6 separate regions of the Mus musculus genome follow, and all the other regions are linked to region 5. The links are chromatin contacts, called in public ChIA-PET, HiChIP or PLAC-seq and promoter capture Hi-C maps. All regions are on one chromosome and are shown on one strand. Each heading gives the region's core, a stretch centred on a gene start, on an enhancer-like site or on the middle of the called end of the contact. The rest is flanking DNA. Distances are from core to core; before and after follow the strand shown. Region 1 has its middle 10 kb from the start of Gm25214. Region 2 holds the start of B4galt5 (UDP-Gal:betaGlcNAc beta 1,4-galactosyltransferase, polypeptide 5). Region 3 has its middle 41 kb from the start of Gm25214. Region 4 holds the start of Slc9a8 (solute carrier family 9 (sodium/hydrogen exchanger), member 8). Region 5 holds the start of Mocs3 (molybdenum cofactor synthesis 3). Region 6 holds the start of Ube2v1 (ubiquitin-conjugating enzyme E2 variant 1).

The links. Promoter capture Hi-C pulls out the DNA fragments that hold promoters and counts their contacts. ChIA-PET counts read pairs in DNA pulled down with a chosen protein or histone mark. HiChIP or PLAC-seq counts read pairs in DNA pulled down with a chosen protein or histone mark.
Region 1: a contact with region 5 is called in an H3K4me3 HiChIP or PLAC-seq map of craniofacial prominence, with 3 times the contacts expected there. The contact joins the enhancer-like site here to the promoter of Mocs3 in region 5. A contact is called at or near these places in 3 of 39 promoter capture datasets (cranial neural crest, hippocampal neurons and maxillary cranial neural crest), 14 of 484 Hi-C or Micro-C datasets (B cells, cerebellum, cerebral cortex and 3 more), 10 of 115 datasets of contacts at active chromatin or transcription factors (craniofacial prominence, embryonic basal ganglia, embryonic midbrain and 4 more) and 1 of 9 other capture datasets (embryonic stem cells).
Region 2: a contact with region 5 is called in a promoter capture Hi-C map of liver, with 3 times the contacts expected there. The contact joins the promoter of B4galt5 here to the promoter of Mocs3 in region 5. A contact is called at or near these places in 2 of 39 promoter capture datasets (cranial neural crest and liver).
Region 3: an H3K27ac HiChIP or PLAC-seq map of embryonic stem cells shows a contact between it and region 5, with 5 times the contacts expected there. The contact joins the enhancer-like site here to the promoter of Mocs3 in region 5. A contact is called at or near these places in 1 of 39 promoter capture datasets (cranial neural crest), 5 of 115 datasets of contacts at active chromatin or transcription factors (embryonic forebrain, embryonic hindbrain, embryonic stem cells and 1 more) and 1 of 9 other capture datasets (embryonic stem cells).
Region 4: an RNA polymerase II ChIA-PET map of memory CD8 T cells shows a contact between it and region 5, with 9 read pairs. The contact joins the promoter of Slc9a8 here to the promoter of Mocs3 in region 5. A contact is called at or near these places in 1 of 39 promoter capture datasets (liver), 1 of 484 Hi-C or Micro-C datasets (regulatory T cells) and 1 of 115 datasets of contacts at active chromatin or transcription factors (memory CD8 T cells).
Region 6: a promoter capture Hi-C map of hippocampal neurons shows a contact between it and region 5, with 2.4 times the contacts expected there. The contact joins the promoter of Ube2v1 here to the promoter of Mocs3 in region 5. A contact is called at or near these places in 4 of 39 promoter capture datasets (the HPC-7 cell line, cranial neural crest, hippocampal neurons and 1 more) and 1 of 484 Hi-C or Micro-C datasets (myocytes).

Annotation. Positions count from the first base shown.
Region 1 is chr2:168,870,786-168,873,485 of GRCm38.p6, forward strand. No RefSeq gene overlaps it. Among named protein-coding and RNA genes, the nearest start is that of Gm25214, 10 kb to the right of the region's middle. Within about 2 kb of position 1,361, at least 37 of the 459 cell types and tissues checked have an H3K27ac peak or open chromatin away from gene starts, as enhancers often do. A contact at or near this core is called in craniofacial prominence, where this site is marked.
Region 2 is chr2:167,347,800-167,350,499 of GRCm38.p6, forward strand. B4galt5 (UDP-Gal:betaGlcNAc beta 1,4-galactosyltransferase, polypeptide 5) reads right to left here and starts at 1,379. Exons shown (of 9, transcript NM_019835.2): 1 at 1,119-1,379. The coding sequence starts at 1,233.
Region 3 is chr2:168,840,205-168,843,010 of GRCm38.p6, forward strand. No RefSeq gene overlaps it. Among named protein-coding and RNA genes, the nearest start is that of Gm25214, 41 kb to the right of the region's middle. Within about 2 kb of position 1,382, at least 30 of the 459 cell types and tissues checked have an H3K27ac peak or open chromatin away from gene starts, as enhancers often do. A contact at or near this core is called in embryonic stem cells, where this site is marked.
Region 4 is chr2:167,420,426-167,423,125 of GRCm38.p6, forward strand. Slc9a8 (solute carrier family 9 (sodium/hydrogen exchanger), member 8) reads left to right here and starts at 1,285. Exons shown (of 17, transcript NM_148929.3): 1 at 1,285-1,340. The coding sequence starts at 1,327.
Region 5 is chr2:168,229,203-168,231,959 of GRCm38.p6, forward strand. Mocs3 (molybdenum cofactor synthesis 3) reads left to right here and starts at 1,420. Exons shown (of 1, transcript NM_001160330.1): 1 at 1,420-2,757. The coding sequence starts at 1,433. It overlaps Dpm1 (dolichol-phosphate (beta-D) mannosyltransferase 1), which reads right to left and starts at 1,177. Exons shown (of 9, transcript NM_010072.4): 1 at 991-1,177. The coding sequence starts at 1,151. Gm20716 (predicted gene 20716) reads right to left here and starts at 1,177. Exons shown (of 12, transcript NR_132310.1): 1 at 991-1,177.
Region 6 is chr2:167,630,617-167,633,316 of GRCm38.p6, forward strand. It overlaps Ube2v1 (ubiquitin-conjugating enzyme E2 variant 1), which reads right to left and starts at 1,389. Exons shown (of 4, transcript NM_023230.2): 1 at 1,324-1,389. The coding sequence starts at 1,345. It overlaps Gm31852 (a long non-coding RNA gene), which reads left to right and starts at 1,858. Exons shown (of 3, transcript XR_375265.4): 1 at 1,858-2,217; 2 at 2,520-2,638.

The sequences.
Region 1 (2,700 bases), core at 111-2,610, 640 kb after region 5:
CGTTGATGAGCTCTAGGCTTAGTAGAAGACCACATCTCAAAACCACAAGGTGGATGGCCAGACATGGCGGTGTACACCTGTGATCCCAGCACTCGGGAGGCTGAGGGAGGCAGGTCTCTGTGAGCCTGAGGCCAGCCTGGTCTCCAGGATTAATTACATAGTGAGAGCCTGTAATAATATCACGGAGAAGCGGCTGAGGGAAGATGACACCTCGCATTGTCCTCTGGCCTATGCATGCACATACTGTCCCCTGACCCTCCTCTGTGCCGTTTGCACTCACAGCCTCCGATGCTGAACGGAAACCTTTCCTTTTTACCAGAAAAGGCTTTAAATAAATACTGCATTATATATGTAGGTGTGTGTGTACACATGTATATGTATATAATAGATACATATAAATGTGGGTGTGCACTCACGTGCATGTGCAAACACACACACCTTCAGATGCTGAACAAAGCTGGAACCCTTTTCTTTTTACCAGACAAGGTTTTAAGTAAATACTGCATTATATATATGCATACATATATACATACATACATACAAACGTGTGTGTGTGTGTGTGTGTGTGTCTATTCCTCTCATGCAGGCCTGGTGCTCACAGAGGCCAGAAGAGCACAGCAGATCCCCTAGAACTAGAGTCACAAGTGCTTCCGAGCCATCATGTGGGGACTGCGACTCAAAACCGGGGTCCCCCACAAAAGCAGCGAGTAGCCCAATGAGCCAGCTCTCCAGCTGTGAAATATTTTTATATCAAAATTTAGTGTGTGTGTCTGTGTGTGTGTGTGCGCGCGCGCACGTGCACCAGAGGACAACTTTCAGGAGTTAGGTCTCTTTTCCACCTTGTGGGTCCTGGGATTCGAACTTGGATCATCAAGTTTGGCATCAGGCTCTTTTATTTACAGAGTTATATCTCAGCCCCTTTTCTTATTATTTTTACATTTTGCCCACCGGCCTCCGCTAGAAGGAGGAAAGGATGAGGTTTTGATTTGCGTAAGAACGGTGCTTGCCTCGAGCGCCACAAAAGATCATGGGTGGAACCAGAGGAGGGAGAAAAATAATCAGCCATCCTTTTCTTGATGGCTATTTTAAATATTTAGCTGAAATTGTCTGCATCTGTGTGTCAGCTGTTTTCTCTGCAAACAGCCCTAACCCCCGTGCTCACACACAATACGGGGAGGCGGGCCCCAGCTGCGGGGGCCCCCTCTTGTGTTTTCAATTTAAAGCTTCACGTAGACCGGTCACACAAACACGGATAGAAATACGCAACTTGTGAATTGAGAAAGCAGTAGTTTTGACTCATAAAATCCTTTGATAGTTTAGCCATCTGGTCAGAGTGAAGCTGCGCATAAAAGAGGTCCAAGTAAGGTCAAAGGGCACCCTCTGAGGGTCAAGGGGCCCGGGCAGAGTTTGCTCCAGTGGACTGGGCTAAAAGGATGCCTGACAAATTATTGCGCATTCCATAGCTTTTTGCGTAAGTATTTGATTACAGTGGGCAGGAATGTTGTTGATATTTCTAACCTGAGCGGGGGAGGAGAGGGAGGCAGGGCTGTGTCACCGATGCTTTCTTCCCATCTTTGGCTTTCCCGGCCACTGCCAGGCTTTTTGGCCATGCCTCGGGCCCTATCCCAGGGCACTTGTCCCTGATCGAGAGAGCACCCTCTCCCTTGGGAGAGAAGGAAGCTCATAGCTTTGCCTGGAGTGTTCCAAAAATCCCCGCTGCTGTCTTTCTGGTCCATAGGTAGTAAAACAGGCAACATCGCGGTTGTTTCCGGCGTGAATGGCAACAGAGCCACGCATATTTATGGTTGTGTTTCTCAGAGGGGGTCTCAGGCAGATGGGGATTTAAGATGATTTAGCGTCTTTTTTTTTTTTTTTTTTTTGCTTGAGCCAGAACTCTGGAGGGAGCCACTCGATTTTTTATAGGGTCTTGGGGGCTGGCGAGATGGTAAGGGCGGGTAAGAGCACTCACTGACTGCTCTTCCGAAGTTTCTGAGTGTAAATCCCAGCAACCACATGGTGGCTCACAACCACCCGTAACGAGATCTGACGCCCTCTTCTGGTGTGTCTGAAGACAGCGACAAAGTACTTACGTATAATAATAAATAAATCTGGGCCTGAGCGAGCAGAGTTGACCTGAGTGAGCAGGGCCGACCAGGGCGAGCAGAGGTCCTAAAAATTCAACTCCCAACAACCACACGAAGGCTCACAACCATCTGTACAGCTACGGTGTAGTTATATACATAAAATAAAATAAATAAATCTTTATAGTGTTTTGGCTTCAGGAGTACAGTAGCCGAGTAACAGGTCTTTGGATGGCTCATTCATGGGATTTTTTTTTGTAAAGGGCTAAGGAGACATGGTCTTGCTGGAAATCTTGGAGAATTATTGGGGTGGGGGCGGAGCCACTGTTTTTTTATGGTGATGTCTGCTCACCCACAGCAGCTTTGAGACACTTCCCAGTAGACTTTTTTTTTTTTTTTTTTTTTTTTGGTTTTGTTTTGTTTGCAATCTTTCCAGCTTTCAGGCTGGGAGGAAGTAGATGTGGAGGCCAGCACGCCCCACTGGCCCAGGAGGAAGCACTTCTCGAACCTTCTCCAGCACCTGGGGATGCCCTGTGGTGGAGAATCAGGCTGTGAGGAGTCTCTTTGTCACCCTGGGAAATTCTCCTGGGACTCTCTAGTTTGCTCATCATAATATAAA
Region 2 (2,700 bases), core at 129-2,628, 880 kb before region 5:
ATGCCACTCACCAAATCAGTGAGGACAGTCTCAAGTTAGCTTTTCCATCTTCCCAGGTCAGGCTGACAGCATGAAACACCAACTTTAAACATCAAGTGAAACAAGCTTTAAAAAAAAAAATAATCAGGGGAGAGACTCTCTCCCTCTCTCCCTCTTTCTCTGGAAATTTCTCTGCCAGTTCAGAGTTGCCAGGTCAACAGGGAACACCAGCATTTACTACTCCGATCTCAAAGGCACTTCCCCTAAGCGGCACCCATCCCAACCATCCAGAATTCTCGCCCTCGGCCCCACCCCCAACAGCATCTTCTCATTTTTCACCAAGGGCTGAAGTTTTCACTAGCACTCCAAGACCACACTAAGGGAGGCAAGTCGCATTCCTTAAAACTCTTTCCTTCTGTCCCCCAAACTACCTGTAACAGCGAATATTTATTTATTATGTATGTATTTATTTCGAAGACGTTGGGCGTCCGCTATAGGGAGAAAAGCTTAAAGGGCATTTATGGCCCTCTGTCCTTTAAAGGCTGGGATTCGTGTCCCCATTTTACAGAGAAGAGAAGCTGAGGGCCCAAGGTCATACAGGACATCTGACCTCAGTGTCCTCTGCCTTTAACCCTCTCGCTGCCTTTGCCTTCTCATCAGCGTCCAGTCTGTTCCGGGAAGGGCTCGTTTTCTCTCCAGGCGGTCTCCCCCTCTAAAGGGCGGACCTTGGAGAACTGCTACCCATTCCGTTTCTTCTCTGGGCGACCCCCCCCTCCCTTCCACCTGGCACCGCTTCTTCAAGGCCCCTGTCACAGCACCTCCTCCATGGCCAATTCAAACTTCCCATCGGTCCCCAGAGCAGGTCGGGTCCGCTATGAGCGGCGGGCGAGCGGCGGGCTCCAGGGAGGAGGGGGGGGAGGGGAAAGGGGCGCGCAGCCCGCAGCCCCGCCGGGTCTGGGCAGCCAACGCGCGGCCGCGGAGGGCGCGGGCGGCTGCGTCAGGGAGGAGGCCGCGTGTGCGGGCGGGCTGCGGGGTGGCGCGGCAGGAAACGGCGAGTCACGGAGCGCGGGGTCGGCCGGGGCGGCGGCGCGGGCCGCAGCGGGAAGAGGCGTGGGGTGGCCGCAGGGTCGCCTTCCTACCTATGCCGGGCGCCACATAGACGAAGTAGAGCAGCGAGGACGACAGCGAGAAGAAGAAGAGCGCGGCGAGCAGCGAGCGGCGCGGCAGCCGCAGCAGCCCCCGGCGGGCGCGCATGCTGAGCCGGCGGCCGCTCGAGGGCCAACCCGGGCCCCGCTCCCGCCGCTCCGGTCCGCCGCCTGGGCCTCGGCCGCCGCCTTCCGGGCTTCGCGCGCCGCCGCCTCGCCGCTTTCAGCCGCCGGCCGCCGCGGGCCGGGCCACATGAGGCGGGAGGGGGCCGACGACCAGAGGAGCTCAGCGGCGGGGGCGAGGCGGGCGGGGCGGGGCCTGTTAGGAGGGCGGGGTGAGGGGCGGGGTCTGATGCTGAGGGCGGGGCGAGGGCAAGGGCCGCAGTCTGAGGAGCAGATGGAGGTACCAGACCTGAGGCAGGCCTGATGGGGACCGAGTAAGGGCGGGGCCTAAACTGGGGGCCGGACGAGGGCGGGGCCTGATGTTAAGGGTGCCTCCGCGAGCCTGAGAACACCGGCGGGGACCGGGCTTGAAGTCTGATGGGGAGGGGGATAAGGGCGGGGCCGGGAGCATAACAAGCATTTTGCGGGAGCCTGAGCCTGAGGCCTGACGGGGAGGAGAGAAGGGCGTGGCCTGAGGCAAGGGGGCGGGAATGGGCAGGGCCTACAGTCCGGGGAGCGCATCTGTGGGGCGGGGCCTGGATGTGGGGGCGGGGCGGGGCGGGGCGGGGTTCACGCGCGAGCACTCTAGCCGCAAGATCCTCGAGCGGCCGCCGCCCATGCTGGCAGGAAGCGGCTCGCTAGTACGACTTGGTTCCCGTGCGAGCTCCCCACGCGGGGATCGAGGGGTGGTGGACAATGTGTGAATAGCCAGGTAGCCCGCCGCTGCAGCAGAGCAAGGATGCAGAGGCCGGGGCATTCGTGTTCGCCCTCACTCATCCATTCATTCCAGACACCATTTATGATAAAGTGGCAGTTACGGGTCCTGGGGCCGGGGATGCTCCACGGAGCAAAGATTCCTCTGGGAACCTGTATTAATGCGAATAAGAAAAAAATCAATATAACAGATGATGATGATAAGAGATATGAAAACAATTAGACATGAAGATGTTTCGGATGCATTCTACTCTAGTCTGAGATTGAGGGGGAAGCCTCTCCTTCCTGGGTGGCATGAACACAAAAGAATGTGAAAGTGCCAGGTGGAGAAAGAGTGGTCCCACTAAGGGGAACTACAAATGCAAAAGCCGGAAGGAAGGAAGAAGGGGCTTGATCCGCCTTCAATGAATCCAAGGATAAAATCCCAGGAAAGAAGAAGAGATCCAAACAAGGTCACATCCTACAGGACAGAACAGTGGTGACAACTGTCAATGTTAAGACACCGAGAAACAGGGCTTCTTAGCCAGTAACAGCCTCTCTCTAAGTCCTGAGATCGTGGCTCCCCTACCCCCACTTTGGCCCCATTGCACCGATGAGAAAACTGAAGCTTCTGGAAAGAGAAGCAAGTCGTCTAAGTTGTGAAGTAAGGGCTCAAATCAAAAGTGGCCTGCCACCGGGGCTTGACCACTAACCCCATTTC
Region 3 (2,806 bases), core at 132-2,631, 610 kb after region 5:
CTAGAGCTCCCCCGCCCCCCAACATTCCAGGTGTGAAAAGCTTGGCGGGTGTAGGGAGCAGGGCAGGGAGGGGCCAGTAAGGCACACGCCGAGTCCCATCGGCCACCTTCATTTCTCCTCTTTAAAACAGATTTTGGATTTTTCTAAAATGCACATTTGAGAGGGCTTGTTGTCACCCACACAGCAAATCCCGAGAATACAGCTACGGTTTGTAAACACAGGTGCGGCCCAGGGTTTAAAATGCTTATTGCAGGACGGGAAGGGCTTGCCCCTCCCCCACAGATCCCAGGACCTTGCACCCATGAGGGACTCCAGCCGGAGAGGTGGCTTTTATTTCCTTCCTTCTGTGGCTCCTTCCCAAATTTGTATAAAGTGGCCACTCACATAGCAACGAAATGTTCCAAATGGGACTGGAAACTGATATTTGGGACTCCCAGTATTGATATAAAACTTTCATATCGCCCCAACCGTATTACCTGGAGGAGATTCCTTCTTTGCCGCATATATTAATGTATATTATATGTTTTTATATATTAATATATAATGTATATATTTCTTTTTCTTAACAATAAGTGACATGGGCTGGCCAGATGGCTCAGTGGGTAAATGTTCCTGTTGCCAAGGCTGATGTCTCCAGTTCGATTCCAGAAACCCACTCAAAGTGGAAGAAGAGAACTTACTTCCAAAAGCTGTCCCCTGACCTCCGAGTGTGCATGCACGCACGAATGCACACAGTCTCTCTAAATAAACGCATATATTAAAAAAAATAGAATTTTAAATGCAGCAATTCTTAATCGCAAGTGGGGGCTTACAAGGGTAAACAGCTCGCAGCAGGGGCTCAGAAACAGCTGTGGAAGATTGCTTGCATCTTCACAGCCAAGCTGAGGCTTTCCAGGAAGGCTGAGATTAAACCCCTTGATAGGGAAAGATCAGATAAGTCCAAACAAAGACCATTTATATAATTGCCATCGGTCACCAGCTAAGTTAGCATTTTAAGGTGGGGAAGAAGGAAAGAAAAAAAAGAAAGAAAGAAAGAAAGAAAGAAAGAAAAAGAAATACCCCAAGCCAGGGCCATCAGTTAGTGACCTCAATCTGTAATAACGGGGTCCTGACAAAGGCAGACTTGGGAGGGGAACGCAGAAGCCTACGAAATCGGAAGGTCGGAATGGAATTGTTTGTTTTTCCAAATTGTCGAGTAAAGTTACAAGAAGCCACCTGGGTAAAGCCACAGCCTGAATCTGAATCCGCAGATAAAGCATACAGGGGCTGCAGGGTGTCGCCAGTAGATTGGAGACTGGAAGGAGGAATTTACTTGTGGGGAGGGAAGGAGACCAAAGGACATTAGAGGATCAAACCTAGCTAGGAGGGACACGCTGGGTGCTAGGCGTGAAGACGCCTGCCTTCTCACCCTACAAGGGCTTTTCAGGAAAGGGCGTTGGCCAGCCTGCTCCATCCTAGCCTTGAATATTTTTTTGCTCCCTTTTTGTTTGTTTATTTTCTGCTTCAAGGTTACATCAGCATAGTCTTTGTCCCAAGGGCTCACGACTGTGATATTTGCAATTCTAGACTTTTTTTTCATTCTGTTTAGATTCCGGAAGGACGACTCACAGTTTTTGTTTTTTTACATTGTCATATTTATTGCACTCTAAACGAGGGAAGCCTTCCCAGGGGCCCTCAGACTCTCCGGGGATGGGGTGGGGGAGGGTAGAGTTCTCCCCGGGAACTTTTCCTATTCGAATCTTTTTTCTTCCTAAGTCTCATCCATGGGTTTTTGAAAACCTGAACACGCTCCCTAACAATCGTCCAATAAAGTGGATCCCGTATCATCCCGCACTGTGTGAGAGTCACCCAGTGAGTGCACAAAGTGGAAACTGGCTTCAGATTTTCTGACTCAAGCTCCAAAATACGAGATTTTAGACCAGTCGGGAAAGTATCTCAACAGCCAGGAAAAAAAAAAAAACAAAAAACAAAAAACAAAACAAACAAACAAAAAATCAAAACCGAGTACACGGAAGTATTGGGGATTAAAAAATAACAAGAATCCCTGATACACTGAAGGCGGCTTCCGATCCGACCAGCATCCGGGTCATACTACCCGTGAACAGCGCCTCCCCAGAGTTCAGCATCTGGCTCTTACACCTAAGTCCAGCTCTCTCTAGCTATGAAAATTGGGTCAGGCAGTGAGGGTCAAAGGCTCGGAGGGTAAAGACTCTTCCCGCTAAGCTTCATCACCTGACCTGGATCCCCGGGACCCGCATGGTGGAAAGAGAGAACCATGCCTTGCAAGTTGTCCGCTGAGGACACTGGTGAGGACCTGACTCACGTGTGCTCCAATGCACAAAGTGACTGTGGTTGGAGACAGACGTTTTAAGGAGAAAACTAAGGTTAAACCAATTATTTGATGGCTCCCAGAGCTCTAATTTGGGTCCCATCACCCCTCTTGGGCAGCGTACATTGCCCTCTTCTGGCATCCTCTGGCATTACATGCATGCGTGTGGAGTACATACATACACATATAAATAAAAATACAAAAATGTAAAACAGTTGCTTTTCTCACCACGGTCATGAAAATGCCTGACAGAAGCAATGGAGGGAGGAAGAGAGGGAGGGAGGGAGAGAGGGAGGGAGGGAGGGAGGGAGGGAGGGAGGGAGGGAGGGAGGATACATTTTGACTCATGGTTTCAGAGTGCATCGTGGTGGGGTGAGGGGTGAAAGAGTCTCGCTTGGTGGCAGCCGACCGGAGCAGCTGCTTGCTTGTCCACTTGGCAGCAGGCAGGACACCGGAACACTTAGGATCAGAACAGAG
Region 4 (2,700 bases), core at 35-2,534, 810 kb before region 5:
CTACAGAGAACTTGGGCATGTTAGCTGAATGGAAGACCACCTGCCTGCCATATGTGTTGCCCTAGGTTCCACCCCTGTACAGAAGTAGACAGATGCCTGAATGGGGGTGGGGAGGGGTGTCTCTCACCCTCCAGTCCCAACTGCTCAAGAGGATGAGACAGAAGGATCGTTCTTTGGGAAAGTGACATATCTGTTAAGCGTTATTAAGTGGGGGGGGGGGGGGGAACTACCTAGGGTGGAAGGGGCCCTGAAGGAGAACACCCAGAAGGTCCCATAAAGACCTCAGCAGTACCAGGCCAGTTTTAAGCAATACAGACTAGACAGTTCAAGTTATCTTCGGTGTTGAAAGCCCAGTGGGCAATGCGCTTGCTACGCAAGCACGAGGACCTCAGTTGGTATTCCCAACATCCACACAGAAGCCAGGGATAGCTGTTGGCATCTGTAACCATAGGGACAGGGAGACTGAGAAGGAGGATCCCTGGGAGTTGTTGGCTAGCCACTATGTCGCGTCCCTAGTTTCAGGTTCACTGTCTCATAACTAAGGTGGAGCGTGAGTAAGGAAGACATCTGATAACCTGGGACCTCCTAATGTACCCCACCCACCCCCGCACACACAAAGGTTAAGAAAAATTTGTTGGGATAGTTCAATGAGTAAAGGCGGTGCCGCCAACCCGTATTACCAGAGTTCAATGCCGAGGACCAACACGGAGGAAGGCGAGAATGAAACCCCTCAAGTTGTCCTGGATCTCATTTTCACATCTACCACACCAACCAATAAACCAATGGGGAATGTCCAACCTCTGCCTTGCTAGCTCTCAACTTTTATAATCGGAGTAAGTACACTGTCTAGCGTTTCAAAGACCCTCTGTCTACTCTCCCCACAGCAGGGGAAACTGAGGCCGCCTCGGAACGCGCCTGCGGACTCCCTCCGCTCCGCACAGCCGGCCCGGACGCCCAGAGAAACCACTTTCCCCCATTCTGAGCCCTGGGATTCTCACGCGGGGCGGACGGCTTGGCTCACAGCTGAGTCACCCAGATCTCAAAAGTTTCCTCCAAATCTTTCCCGCCCGGGGACCGGAAAAAAAAAAAAAAAAAAAAGTCCGGATGTCCCAAGGCCAGATCGTCACACAGCCTGGCCGGAAAAAGCCCACAGAAAGCCCCAGAGGTCGTCCCACTCCCAGGCCACAGAGAGGACAGCGCAGAGGGTCGCCCTGGGAGGCCAAGCCCCGCCCCTGCCCGCAGCGGAAACCGGAAGCAGCCGCCGGCCCCGCTAGCCCTGCGGCGCCGAACTCTGTAGTCTCGGAAGCTCGCAGGATAGGGGAGAAGATGGCGGAGGAGGAGTGAGTGCGCGGCTTCGGGTAGCGGAGGCGGCAGGGCCGGGCCGGCGGGCGACAGCGGGCCTGGAGCGCCCGGGTGGAGTGGCGCGGGCCCACCTAGCCAGGGTTGGCGGGGGGCGGGATGAGAACATGGGCCCTGAGGCCTCCCGGAGGTCCGACATTGCTGACCACGCGCAGGCCTGGCGGAAGCCGCGAACGTCCTTCCTGCTCCCGGTTTCCGGTTATCTCAGGGTTCCCTGGCTCTCCTCCTCCTGATCCAGGAAGTTCTCCCGTTGCCACGAGCAGCCCCTGGCATCCCCCGTAACCATCAGCAACCTTCATTGTTCTTGTCTGCCCCCAGCAGGTTTCTTTGATTCATTGACTGCTAGTTGACCGTTTTTCTCGGCCCTGGGCGTCAGGAGCCGCCCGCAGGGAGCCGCCACGAGGCTTTAGTGGGAGACTTTTGTGTGGACTGGGTGTTTTTGGACCTTGCCAGATGCTTGGATGGAAATTGGGTAGCATGAGGGAAGAGGAGCCCACCCTAGGTGGGAGAAAGACGTCTCGTGACCCGCAGCTTGAAATCTTAGAGGAGAGATGGGGAAGATGACGTGTTAAAAAGGCCCGAGTCCATCTTCATGCTTGGCAGGACACTGTTGTGTGTTACAAATTCTCTCTTTGAAATGAGCCCCAGAAAATTAACAAGGAACCCCTTAATTGATACCGAACTTTAACTAAGAGCATTTCAGGTAGCTCTTCGGCCACTGAGGAGCGAAAGTCATTAGATCTTGTTGTGTAGCTGTACTGTCCCAGACATTCACATAGTCTCAGCAGGACAAGATAAAAGAGGTAATACAGAGCCAAATGCTTTGAGATGTGGGCTTGAAGCTTGATCAGTTTATGGGGTCCTGGAATGAGGCAGTGCTCAGTGGTCACAATTCCATCACTACTACATTAGTTTACAGACCTAACCTTAAGAGCACAGGCGGAAGCCTTGCATAGAGTGGGATGTTCCAGAGCAGGAAACTTGAGCCATTTGAGATTCCAGAAGGGTTTGGTAGGGTAGGTTAGGGCATTCTAGGGAGAAAAACGGGGCAGATTCAGCTGACTTGGTCAGTTAAAGGCTGGAATCTTGCCCACCATTCCTGAGGTCAATCCCTAGTTTAGTCAAACACACACACTGCACCCAAAATTCAAGGAGATTGTAGACTAGGAAAGTAAATAATACTGAAACTGGGGTGTAGGGAGACTCCAGTTCCACCCTAGAAGTCTGTTTGTGTTTTTCTTTTTGAGACAGGTTCATGTAGCCCATAAAACTGGTCCTCACTGAGTATCAGTATGTAGGCCAGGGTGACCTTGGTCTTGAACTCTTAGCTTTCCTGCATCT
Region 5 (2,757 bases), core at 170-2,669:
CAAGTATTTTGTTTTTCTGAGACAGAGGCTGCTAATATAGCCCTAGCTGCCCTCGGACTTGGTACAACTCGTTTGCAAACGTATCCCTTGTAGTGCATAGCTTGGGATCAAGTATTTTTTTCTTGCTATTAGAAAATATGGGCACAGCGTCCTCATTGTCGTTTGAGAAGCAAAAGCCAACCAACAAACAAAAAGCTCTGGAAACAATCTGTGTTCTTCTGACGCACTGTCTAAAACAGCGCACTGCTACGCCATCCTACTCCTGCAAAATCCCGTTCTGTAGGTTGACAGTAAAAGATCGCCCATGATCATCACAGCATGACACTCATCTGGCCGTAAAGTACTGACTCCGTCCTGCCACTGCCATCAGGAGGCATTTTATTTACTGTTTAGTTCGGAGACCTTTTTTTTTTTTTCTTAAATGCGTAACACTTTCACTATCAAAATTCTTGTTCCTAAGAGCTAGGGCTCTGCCTAACAAAGCGAAAGGCCCCGTGTTTTTCAAAACAACACACAAATAAGCCCGGGTTCCTAATCAAACTCGGCGAAGATGCTCGCTCCCTGCCAGCTCATCAGCAGTTCTCTGACAGCGCAAACAACAAGCTTACGTAAGCGCTCGGCCCCAAGGCGATGGGGAGAACGCTGGCTCGGGACTCCCGGCTCCGGCGGCGGATCCTGACCGCCCAGAGGTATGAGGTCATACCTCCTCGCCCCGAAGTCAAAAAGAAGTTAAGTTAGCCCTTTAGAGAGAACAGGCCGGGGACGCAGGCCAGCGCGATCTGTCAACAGATAGACACCGGACTCGCTAGAGACCTGAGCAGGAAGGAGAAAGACGCGGGGCTGTGCTCCTCGGTTCTCCCCGCTGGGGAAAGCCGCGAGCAGGCTCGGGAGGGAGCGGAGACCGGGCCTCCGGGGGTCTCCTCGCGCAGCCAACCGCCGACCTGCAGCCCGCGGCCGGCTCCCGGCCCCCGCGCGAGAAGCCCCTTCTACCTCTCGGAGAAGCTCTTCACCAGCAGCCACACGATGAGCGGCAGGTTCTCCCGTTCGTTGTAGGTGGGCAACAGCACCGAGTACTTGTCCTGTCGCGAGGAGCGGCCCTGCGGCGGCCGCGGAGACGCAGCAAGACTGCGACTCGCCCCCGTGGAAGCCATGACGGCTCTGCGAGAGGCGCCGGAAGCGGACTTACGTCATCCGACACGGGCCGTACCAAATCTCGGAGCATGGGGGAGGCTCGGCGCTCCGACGTCCCAGTGTGGTCCCCGGGAAACTTCCAGATATGGTGACCGTTTCAAGCCAATCGTGACGGCTTCCCCGGATAAAAACCCATTCGTTTCACTTTCAAGGGCCAGGAAGCGTCTTCGTTTTCCAGTCGCTAAGAGACAGGCAACCGGAAACGGAAGTCCCTTCCCGGCTCTTTCCGGAAGAGGCTGTCATGGCTGCCCCGGAGGACGTAGCTGCCTTACAGGCTGAAATCACCCGGCGGGAGGAAGAGCTAGCTTCGCTCAAGCGGAGGCTGGCCGCGGCCCTGACAGCCGAGCCGGAGCCCGAGCGTCCGCTCCGGGTCCCGCCGCCGCCGCTGGCGCCCCGGGCCGCGCTGTCGCGGGACGAGATCCTCCGCTACAGCCGCCAGCTACTGCTGCCGGAGCTGGGCGTGCGCGGGCAGCTGCGCCTGGCGGCGGCGGCGGTGCTCGTGGTGGGCTGCGGCGGGCTGGGCTGCCCGCTGGCGCAGTACCTGGCGGCGGCCGGCGTAGGCAGGCTGGGGCTGGTGGACCACGACGTGGTGGAGACGAGCAACCTGGCCCGCCAGGTCCTGCACGGGGAGGCGCAGGCCGGCGAGAGCAAGGCTCGCTCGGCGGCCGCGGCGCTGCGCCGTCTCAACTCGGCGGTGGAGTGCGTGGCGTACCCGCGCGCGCTCGCCGAGGACTGGGCGCTCGACCTGGTCCGCGGCTACGACGTGGTGGCAGACTGCTGCGACAACGTGCCCACGCGCTACCTGGTGAACGACGCGTGCGTGCTGGCCGGCCGGCCGCTAGTGTCGGCCAGCGCGCTGCGCTTCGAGGGCCAGATGACCGTCTACCACCACGACGGCGGGCCGTGCTACCGCTGCGTGTTCCCGCGGCCGCCCCCGCCGGAGACAGTGACCAACTGTGCAGACGGCGGCGTGCTCGGAGCGGTGCCCGGCGTGCTAGGCTGCGCGCAGGCCCTCGAGGTGCTCAAGATCGCCGCCGGCCTCGGCTCCTCCTACAGCGGCAGCATGCTGCTCTTCGACGGCCTCGGGGGCCACTTCCGCCGGATCCGGCTGCGGCGCCGCCGGCCTGACTGCGTCGTGTGCGGGCAGCAGCCCACCGTGACCCGCCTGCAGGACTACGAGGCCTTCTGCGGCTCCTCGGCCACCGACAAGTGCCGCGCCCTGAAGCTGCTGTGCCCCGAGGAGCGGATTTCTGTGACCGACTACAAGCGGCTTCTGGATTCCGGGGCGCCCCATGTGTTGCTGGACGTCCGGCCTCAAGTAGAGGTGGACATCTGTCGCCTGCCGCACTCTCTCCACATCCCTTTGAGTCAGTTGGAACGCAGGGATGCGGACAGCCTGAAACTCTTAGGGGCTGCCCTCCGGAAAGGGAAGCAGGAGTCGCAGGAAGGGGTTGCTCTCCCGGTGTATGTGATTTGCAAACTGGGAAACGACTCCCAGAAAGCTGTGAAGGTCCTGCAGTCCTTAACGGCAGTGCCGGAGTTAGACTCTTTAACTGTTCAGGACAT
Region 6 (2,700 bases), core at 139-2,638, 600 kb before region 5:
TTCTCCAGGACACACCAGGCACTGTGTGGTGGGTCACTGCAGGCAGCACCTCTCTGCTTCCCACCCCACAACATCTCCTCTGGTGGCCTCACAGCCCCAAAACACCAGTGCCTAGGCTGGTGGCCTGTCCTTACCCCTTGCTCACCTCCACCAACAGACTCCCGAGGATATAGCCCCACACCAGAAGGGAGCACCCACTCTCTCCTGAATCCTTCATTGGAAAAGCAGACTCCCATGCCTTCCCAGACCCCGGGGGATCTCCTTCACCAAACCCACTCCACCTTCTCTAGCCTGCCAGAGTCCATGGCTCATAATCAAGTACAGGTTGCCGGTTCTAAGGCAGCAGACCCTTCGGGTCTCCCCATCTGGCCTTCTCTTCTTAGCCCATCAGAGACCGACAAGAGCTTCTCCCCTAAGAGCATCCCCTTTACCCTCTTGCTATCCCTTCCATTTGATCCAAGGGCTCTCATTTCACTGCTCCTCTCCTACCCATCCAGATAATGGAGAGTTTCTGAGTTGAACCCACATATTTTCCCCCAATTCGCAGAAGGATTAGGAGTGACAGGCACTTCCTCCATCCGCTCCCCGCAGGAAGAGGTTTTTCTTCTCTAAAAGCAGCATCTGCGGGACTGCACCCCATCCCATTCTCCCCACTGCAGGAGCCTTCCCAATGGCGACACGCCCCAACAGACCCCACCCCACCCCCCGACACACACACCAGGGCTTCCTAGGCACCTGCTCGTGCCCATCCAACGCGGCGCTCGGCTCCCAGCGCGCCTTCTGAAACCTATCCCTGGTCTCTGCAACCCAGGCCTGCTCCCACGGCAGAACGCCCGGGCTCAGCCCGTGCAGGTGCCCGGATTTCCCTGGGAAGCGACCACCACGATGAGAGCAGCCCCGACCCTAAATTGACGCGGGGCCCCGGCGGCCTCGCCTGCGGCCCGCGAGGCTCCGTGCGTGTTCCCTAGGGTTGCGCCCGCGTACCCCCGCCGGGCATTCCCGGCTCCCAGTCGCCCGGGCCAGCTCCCAGCGGGACCTCGCCCGGGCATTCCCGAGCACACTCGGCCCCTCTGCCGGCCTCTCCCCCACCCCCCGCCCCCCGGAGGCGCCCGAGCCTCCGGCTTGGCCGCACCGCCCACGGCCCGGCTGCCCCCGCCCGGGCTTCCGGCCGCCGCCTGATGGTCCCAGGCCCGGCCGAGCAGCCAAACGCAGCCGCAGGGACAGCGCGGAGCCCTGTCCCGGCCACCATGGCCTCCGCTAGACCGGGACCAAGCCCAGGGAGCCCGCGCCCCGTCCGCCAGCACGCCCGGCGCCCCCGCTCACCCGAGCCTGTGGTGGCTGCCATCTTGCGTCGCTGTCGCTCGAAGGCCGGCCCCTTCTTCACCCCCCCTTGAGTTTTTCTCCGGGCGCTAGTGCGCAGGCGCAGGTGTAGGCGCAGCCGCAAACGGTGCCGCTGACGCCCGCTCGGGGTCGCAGGAGCCGGGCGGGAAGGGCTTTGCCCGAGTCTTCAGTGAGCGAGCATGAGGGCGGGGCAACCTGCAAGCCCCGCCCAGCCCGAGCGCGGGGGAGGCGTGCAGGTGCTCGGCTCGAGGGCCCCGGGGTGACCGTGCGCTTCCGGGAGAATAGAATGGGGGGGAAGGGCTGTGGAGCCCCGCGCCTGTTCCCAGGCTGTTTCCGTCCCCCTGTGTCCTCACCACGTAGCGAAAATGAAACCGCGAGAGATGAAGTTCAACTCAACTGCTAAGTAGCTGAGTCAGAATTTGACCCCAAGCCAGATGATCTTTGTTATGGGGTATATGGAGAAAAATAACACCGAAAGGCCTGAATGCGTCAAATTGTGGGCCAGTACAATCTTGTTTCCGGCACTGTTGCTGTTCTGGGGCCTGAAGCATGTAGGGACAAGGTGCAGCTAGGGGCTTGAGAACCACCAACCTTGAGACATGCATTCTGCTTGTTTGTTTGTTTGTTTGTTTGTTTAGGGGTTTTGTTCGAGACATGCTCTCAACTCAGCTGTCCAAGAGCCCACTATACAGAGGATGACCTTGGCTGTCTGATTCTTCGGCTTCTGCCTCATGCTGGGGTTGCAGGCTTGTGTTTTAGAGTTCTTCTTAGAGATGGAATTATGTGGGAGAACTGTGCTTGGTGCCGGACATGGCAATGTCTCCACGAAATGAGATTCTCTTCTCAATTGCTACATTCTAGTTGGACAGAGAACAAGTAAGCCAATATAAATAGATAAATATACATTTTACCTATGATAAGATAGGGGACAAACCTATAAAGGGCACCAGGAAGAATCAGAAAAGGCCTCCTGCAAAGGTCTGAAGACACTTGTCTGCATATAGAGTAAACCCATCACAAAGCCACCTTTGATGTGAAACCCTTAAGGGGACTTGGAAATCGAGGATGAAGTAGCCAGATAGGCTGCAGATTATACTGCTAAGAGGGACAGCAGAGGGGCAAGGAAGCTGGAGACATTCCTGGAACATTCCATTTGTCATCTGTTTGGTGTATTCTAGGTAGCTCCACTGCATTTCCTCTTGAGGAAGTACGTGGTAAGCTCAGAACTACCGTCCTGCAGAAGATGCACACCAGCCTAGGAGTCTGTCCCACAGAACAGAGGGAACCAGGTCTCTAGGTAAACTGGGAAGGGTGAGTGCACAATACACTGAGGCTCTGCTCCCGGGGCTGGGGCTATGC